2 separate regions of the Sus scrofa genome follow, and region 1 is linked to region 2. The links are chromatin contacts, called in public Hi-C maps. All regions are on one chromosome and are shown on one strand. Each heading gives the region's core, a stretch centred on a gene start, on an enhancer-like site or on the middle of the called end of the contact. The rest is flanking DNA. Distances are from core to core; before and after follow the strand shown.

What was found. A called contact is a pair of places that touch in the nucleus more often than the background predicts.
Region 1: a contact with region 2 is called in a Hi-C map of heart right ventricle, with 2.8 times the contacts expected there. The contact joins the promoter of NECAP1 here to the enhancer-like site in region 2. A contact is called at or near these places in 3 of 47 Hi-C or Micro-C datasets (embryonic fibroblasts, heart right ventricle and skeletal muscle) and 1 of 2 datasets of contacts at active chromatin or transcription factors (skeletal muscle).

Annotation. Positions count from the first base shown.
Region 1 is chr5:63,120,720-63,124,552 of Sscrofa11.1, reverse strand. It overlaps NECAP1 (adaptin ear-binding coat-associated protein 1), which reads right to left and starts at 2,273. Exons shown (of 8, transcript XM_021092395.1): 1 at 2,101-2,273. The coding sequence starts at 2,195. It overlaps LOC110260746 (a long non-coding RNA gene), which reads right to left and starts at 2,094. Exons shown (of 2, transcript XR_002344116.1): 1 at 1-2,094.
Region 2 is chr5:62,556,077-62,559,778 of Sscrofa11.1, reverse strand. It overlaps M6PR (cation-dependent mannose-6-phosphate receptor), which reads right to left. Exons shown (of 7, transcript XM_021092380.1): 7 at 2,105-3,686. The coding sequence ends at 3,564. PHC1 (polyhomeotic homolog 1) reads left to right here. Exons shown (of 16, transcript NM_001258381.1): 16 at 1,027-2,005. The coding sequence ends at 1,181. Among named protein-coding and RNA genes, the nearest start is that of M6PR, 20 kb to the right of the region's middle. Within about 2 kb of position 1,793, at least 3 of the 83 cell types and tissues checked have an H3K27ac peak or open chromatin away from gene starts, as enhancers often do.

The sequences.
Region 1 (3,833 bases), core at 1,024-3,523, 560 kb before region 2:
ACCCGTTTTTATAGATGAGGAAACTAAAGCTCAAAAGAGTTAAGTGATGCGCCAGGGGTAACCCAGCAAGTAAATGCACATTAGGATTCAAACTTATTTCTGCCCTCTTCACAAAGAGTGGCTGATGTAAAAAGCCTCTTGTACGATAAGATGACAATAATAAGCATGGAAAACACAGAATGACAATGAGAAAAAGGATAAAAGAGGAAAATTAAGAAATTGCTCGGTGCAGTTAACAGACATAGGGATAAAGGTTAAACCAGAAGTGAAGGTAGAAAATACAGTCAGGTAAGAGAAGAAAGGTCTTTTAAAAACCTTGGGAGTTCCCCTGTGGCACAGCAGGTTAAGGACCCAGCATTGTCACTGCAGCAGCTTGGGTCGATGTATCACATCATTTAGGAAGGCTTAATGCCTGAAGTTGGAGGTCATGAGCTATTTTACCTTATTTAACAGTTCAACCAATGTTAATGTATATGATTAGCTGTAATCTACTAATTTCTTTTGATCAACATCTGCAGGGCCCCCACTATGTACCAGAAACTGTGCTAGACTCTAGGAATATAAAGTTTAAAAAGACCTCACGTTTTTCCTAGTCTAGTCTGGAAAAATGGAAAACCAATCAGTGAGAATGCAGAAGGAAGAGCTCTGTGACAGAGTCAAGCACAGGCGCTACGGAAGTACACACAGAACACACCTAAGCCAGAATGGAAGGGTCAAGGAGGGCTCACCAAAGAAGGAGAGGTCTCAGCTGACTCACCCATATTAGTACCTGGGACTACCATCAAAGAGCATGTAGATTCCTACTCAGGTCAATTTGGGGTCTCATTGAAAGTTTGAAATCAGAACTACCTCTTTGTCAAACGATACAACCCACCAGGTCTAGTGCACAGATCAGCAAGCACAAAGCTGATCAGCAAGCACAAAGCTTCTCACCATGAATGAACCTCTGATAAGGAGGCAAAATAACGGACATAGGGAGAGGATAACTTTTGGGCCAAGGTAATAATAAATGCCAAGAGGAACATCATGATGGCAATATGAGTCAGAAATCAAAACAGTATCTTATATACTGCCTTATTGTTTCCTAAATTCTTTTTAGGAAATTCATTTTCAATTCTTTTTCACATTTACTATACGACTTCATTTAACCCTCCAAAAACTTCTGCAAGGTATGTACCTAAAGCAGGTTTATTTATCAACTTTTTTTTTTTTTTTCTATTTTACAGATGAGAAAACCGAGGTTTGGAGAGGTTAAGAGATTTGTCTCAAATCACAGAGCTGTTAAGTTGCCAGGGCTCATACTCACATTTTTTTAACATGTAACCCAATAAATGACATGTTAACTCTTTGGACTACATGACTTGGTGACTTCCTACAGCCTCCTGAGCCCTCCGTCATTGGATTATAAGGGTTGGTTAGTTAGCCCTACAGAGAAAATGCTGCGTTAACTCTGGAGGCAAAAGCTTTAACAGAAATTAAGAGGGAAGGAACACAGAAAACACTATAGCAAATATACTTAAAAAGAAACAGACTGGACGACATTGGAAAACTTATGATCATAACCGTTGTCTACCGACAAAAAGAGCTGAAGGGAAAAACCATACGGTGGATGATGATATTTGGTAATAAGACTGAACAGCACAAAAGATAAATTAGCTCATCCAGAAAGCGGCCAACAACACAAAGAGTACCCACAAATGCGCACGAGGTACTGGAAATGGGGTAGAGAAGGGGAGACGAGGGTGACAAGCTGAAGGACGCAGGGAAAAGCGAAGGAAAGGTGATTGTAGATAGAGCAGGTAGGTTATCCATACCCACTGGATGTGGATAACCGGGAACAGATGGGTAGTCCAGAGGGTTCGAAGAGGAGGAGGGGTGAGAGAATGCAGGATGGTAATTTTTTTTAAGCAGCGGAAACAAGGATGATGGAAGTTCTGAGTTGGGGAAGAGCAAGAAGACAGGACGGTAACATCCCAGGTGAGGAGGCTAGCAAGGTGATAACCCAGAGGAGGAAGTGGGAGGGACAGGCAGCGTGCCACCTGAAGAGCAAACTACCATCCCGACCGGGTACGCCTGTGCTGCAGCGCCTCGGGTTAGTACCTGTAACCGCGGTTGGAGGCCCGGGGCGGAATCCGGTAGACGCTGACGTCGGGCTTCACACACAGGACCGACTCATACTCCAACTCGGCCGCCATCTTGGCTCTGCGCTCCGCGCCGCTGGGGGCGGGGCGTCAGCACGGGGGCGGTACGTAGAGGCGGGGAATGGCCTTACGCAACAACTTCCGCTTTTGCTACTTCCGCTCGCGTTTCGACAGGTCTCTGAGATTAACCTCCGGTGGGCGGTTTGGGGAAGCCATGTTGAAACCTGGAAACAGTGAGGTTGCGCGACGCACCATCTTGGGTAATGGCAAGGATGCCTTCCTTGTGCGTGATTCACGTTAGGGAAATCTCCATCCCCGAGAAGCGATGAGGGAAAGCGCCATCTTGCTCCCAGTGGTTGACATCGGTTCTGTCAGAGGACGACCATCTTAAAAGTCTGGCGATTTTTTTTCTTTCCAGAGTCACTTCTCAACCGTGGTTTCTAAGCAGAAAAGGGCTCTCCTCCAGTGGATTTTAATCTTCCAAATCCAAAGTTCAAAAATGCACAGCCGGATCCGTTGCCTTATAATAGCACTTTTTTATCTGGGAGTTTCCAGACAGGTACCTGTTGAAATAGTCGGCCACACTTTCAGTGTGTATTATGGTTATCTTTTTGTAAATGTTGCACATGTTAAACTGTAAATGGGATCAGCTCGATTCCTGACCATTTCGGAAAACATCATGAACTATTTAATAGCCGCTGTTTGCTCCCAGTTCTATTATCATGATAAATCCTACTAACAGTTTCTATAAACATGTGCCTTGTACATTCTAAATATAAACTTGCCACAACACTGTCACTTAAATGATTTAATTAGCACAGATAGCAAAAGGAAAGCTGAGATGCGAACTTAAGTCTATCTTAACTACAACAGCTGTGGTCTGCATTGCATTATGTTGACTGAATGAAAAACCTATCCCTAATTTGTCTACCCTATGTAGCAAAGTAATATTTTAAAATTTTAAAAAAATAATAAGGAGTTTCCTGTCATGGCTCAATGGTTAACGACTCCAACTAGGAACCATGAGGTTGTGGGTTCGATCCCTGTCCTTGCTCAGTGGGTTAAGGATCCTGCGTTGCCATGAGCTATGGTGTAGGTCAGGTATGGTGTAGGTCACAGGCGCGGCTGGGATCCTGCTTTGTTGTGGCTCTGGCGTAGGCCAGTGGCTGCAGCTCCAATTACACCCCGAGCCTGGGAACCTCCATGTACTACGAGAGCGGCTCTAGAAAAGGCAAAAAGACAAAAATAAAAATAATAAATAAAAATACATTAAAATAAAGAGAATAATATCTAGCGTTTGTAAGGGTATGAGGAATCGGATACTCGCCTACACTGTTGGCAGGAATGTAAATTGGTACATTTCTAAAGGAAAATGTAGCAGAATTAAAATATTGTACATAACCTTGAGTTTAGCAGATCCACTACTAACTATTTTATGGAAATTTGCATGTGTGCAAAAAAAGGTACAATAATGATTATTACAGCATTGTTCATTAATAGTGAAACATGGAAACAGCATGAATGTCTAGGAACAGAAAATGGTTAATGGCATATCTGTAAGCTTTGAGATATATATAGTAAATAAGTAAAAAATAGATAAATATTAAGGCTATTTTTAAAAATCCAAGATTTTTTTTAAAAAAGAAAACGTCCACTTAAAATTTCAGTAATCCTTAACTAGTTAAGATTTCC
Region 2 (3,702 bases), core at 544-3,043:
CATTTCCCTGCAGTTTTCTTCTTCATTTCCCTGCAGTTTTCCTCCCCCAGGGGCCTTCGTAACAGGCTTAAGCAGGGAGTAACAAAGGCTCTGCTCTTGTATTTGTTTAAGTCACTTGCCCAACAGCTTGGTTTCCCAATTTTACTTGGTTGACTGTCCTCTGCTGTGTCAGCAGTTTTGCCACATTTGATTTTAATTTCTTACCACTGATTTTTATCTATTTATTTACTAATTTTGGGTCTTTTTGTATTTTTAGGGTCACACTGCGGCATATGGAGGTTCCCAGGCTACGGGTGCATTTGGAGCTGTAGCTGCCAGCCCAACGACAACCACAGCAACTCAGGATCCGAGCCACGTCTGTGACTGACACCACAGCTCATGGCAACACTGGATCCTTAACCCACTGAGCAAGGCCAGGGATTGAACCCACGTCCTCATGGATACTAGTCGGGTTTGTTAACCACTGAGCCACGATGGGAACCCTTTACCACTGACTTTTAAATAAAGCATGCTTTTTTTTTTATGTGTGGTTAATTGCGATACCCACCACAGCTAACTAAGACTTTTTTCGGTGGAGAAGGGGATTAGGAAATAACGGCCCTGTGTTCTTTCGGGTGAGATTATTTACAGGCTGTTCTTGAAAAGCGGATTGGTTTTATCCTTCTTGCTATTTTCTCTGTATTTTGGGCCTTTAAAAATGTCATGAAGGCTCTTTAATTTTCTTGCCAGTGTCAAAGAAAACATATTTTGCTCCCTCCCTTCTCAGATTATATAAATGAAGTTATCTGATTGAACACCTTAAGTTCCCAGGCTAGGGACTGAACCGATGCCACAGCAGTGACAACACTGGTCCTTAACCTGCTGAGCCACCAGGAAGCTCTAGCTTGGCCCTTTGTTTTTATAAATAGTCTGTTGCTCTCTGATTTCATTTGCTTCCAAAGTTTGCCATCTCAGGCCACTGTGTTACTGAATTTACTTTGTGCTACCATGTAGTTTCTCATATATATTCCCATCATTTCCTTCTAGGCTGTCAAGAGATTGCAGAGGAATTTCGTTCCCAGGAGATTGATGGACAGGCCCTTTTATTACTTAAAGAGGAACATCTTATGAGTGCCATGAACATCAAGCTAGGCCCTGCCCTCAAGATCTGCGCCAAGATAAATGTCCTCAAGGAGACCTAAGGTGGCCCTCTTGGCACAAACCAGCCTAAGGCAGACACTCCCCACTGTCCAGGTTATAACCTGGGGCCAGCAGAGACTTCACGGGAAGACAGAGCTGTTCCAATTCCATCTTCTGTAGAGGGGATTACTGAGACAGGGAAGAGAAGTGCAAGAATTGGTTGCTGGTGCTATGTGGAGGCAGCTTTGCCATTTCTCTGGGTTCGACTTTATTTTTTAAATCTTTATGATTCTCACCTACCCTAATCCAGTCTTTATAAAAGAGGCGGTCTAGAGAGCATGGACTGCTCAGCCTTATCCCAGAGCGGAGTGTCTAGCCAGGGTCTTAGCTCTCCAGGAGGAGCGATGTACAGTGCGGTTAAGGCGAGGAGGTGGGTGGAATGTAGGCGTGCCTCAGCAGCAGGGGAGGGAGGGTTTTCTAGCTTGTGTGACACAAGTAGCAAAATCTGGTACTCTCCCGGCCCCCTGGATTGTCTGACTGTAGCTGTGGCCCAGAATGGTGTCGTCACTCCTGTAGTATTGAACATTTTCTCCTGCGTCCGTGGCAGGGCCACCAGCCTGCCAGTGTAGAGTCTGGGTTGGCAGCATTCTGATTCGCTGCAGGGACTAAAAGTGTTTGGCACACATGTGGCTGTTGTCATTCTTTCTGCACCCCCTGCTCCTGTCCAGTTTATCTACCCTCCCTTCCTTTCCCCGTCCCAACTCTGCTCTGTCCTATAGCTTTATAAAGCAGGGGCACGTGGCACTGAGGTCAGGAGCAGAAGTACACCTGCCTTAGGAGCCATTCCTTATACAACAAAAATATTAAATATTTTTTTTCCTCCTCAGTAAAAGGATGGAAATTGGTCTCAGTGTCTCTTACTCCATCATTCCAGGGTATTTACCATCTTTCACACAAATGACTAGACCAGCTTTTTTTTTTTTAAAATCTTTTATGTGTTTTTGTACAAAAAAGTGTATTTTTTTCCTGCATTTTTAAAACACCAGGGTATGGGGAGGGATGCAAACAAATAATAACAACAAAAAAAAAAAGCTTTCATAACATTATTTTCCCTGTTTAAAAGAAAAAAAAATTCCAATATTATTTAAAAGTCCAAAGATGAAATAATTTCATGTTCTTCTCTAAAGGCTAAAAAAGGCCCCTGCCTATTGATTCTATCCTCTTGTGTCCAGTGGAGCCACAGTACTCTCCAGTGGCCCAGGCCAACCGTTCCAGAAAGATCAGGCCAGGTTTCTGGGTACATGGCCTAAAGAGAAAGGTGGAAGCATCAGAGGATTAAGAACCTCCCCCCACAGAAACTGTGGGCAAGAAGACACTTCCCTGAGCTGAAAGGAGGGACAGGTGCGGTGGCATCCTGCACCCAGAGCAGAAGATGGCAGAGCCCTAGATGTCCCACTTCTGCTTCCATTCCCTTTCCAGAAGATTTTGGGGGGTTGGAAGTCAAAATGGCATGCCTGTGAAAGAAAGTGCAACATGTTTAGAAATACTGGTAAAGGGAAACATCTTAGGAGTGAGAAAAGCTTTGCCAGCTTTTACTGCAAGTGGGAAAAGAAAGCCATTAAGGAGATCCCACTGCAAGGTAAACAGACTTCCCTTTTCTGGACCTCTGGTAGCACAGGAGGTCAATTTCAATTTCCCTTTCCAACGGACTGGACTTCTGGATTAGGCATTTTGGCTCCAAATGGACCAATCTCTTAAGACTACAATTTAGGGCCAGTTCCAGCTATAGTCACTCCTATGCCAGCAAGTGACGGATGGTACCTTGTAATCCTCTAATTGGGAAATTTCACACTTCCCCATCCTGATCCCAGAGGTGGGAGAATTAGGTCTATGTTATCTCCAGGCTCAGACCAAATGGCAGTACTTGGACAGCAACCAAGCAATCACTGCAAAGTAATTCCAAGCAGCAAGAAATTACATCCAGATTCTCATGGAGACTACTGTAGGGTACAGAGTAACAGCATGAAAGCAACCAACCTTGTATAAATAATGTTTGCTTTTTTTTTTTTTTTTAATTAAAGAAATCCAGTGTCTCAAAAACTTGTGAAAATGTGTTTAAAAAAGAAAGGGTCAGGGAGCCTGCCACACCCTTTTGCTTGGAAGAACTCCTGTTTGTACTTTCTGATACTAAGAGACAGTGCAACCGCCTCTGTCACTGGCCCTATTATCTTTGTCCTGTAAGGGTACCTTGAGGGAAAACAAAATAGGGAACAAAGGAAAGGCATTTCTACTACTGACGAGTGAGTGGCTGCAAACCAAAAGCAAACTGGAAAGCAAGAGCAATATTAAGGGTAAGATGAGAGACTGGAGTGGAGACTGCTTAAGAAATCTGGCTGAGGATGCTTTGGTTTGGGGGCTGAAGAAGCTGGACGTTTAAAGTGCAATCACATCGGTAATAAATGGTCATCCCTTTCTTCTGACTCCTCCCCCAGCTGGTCATCCCCCACACCACGGTATGCAGCAGGCACATTTCGGGGTTTAGATCGGCACACAAAGTCACAACCATCCTGTAGGGAATAATGC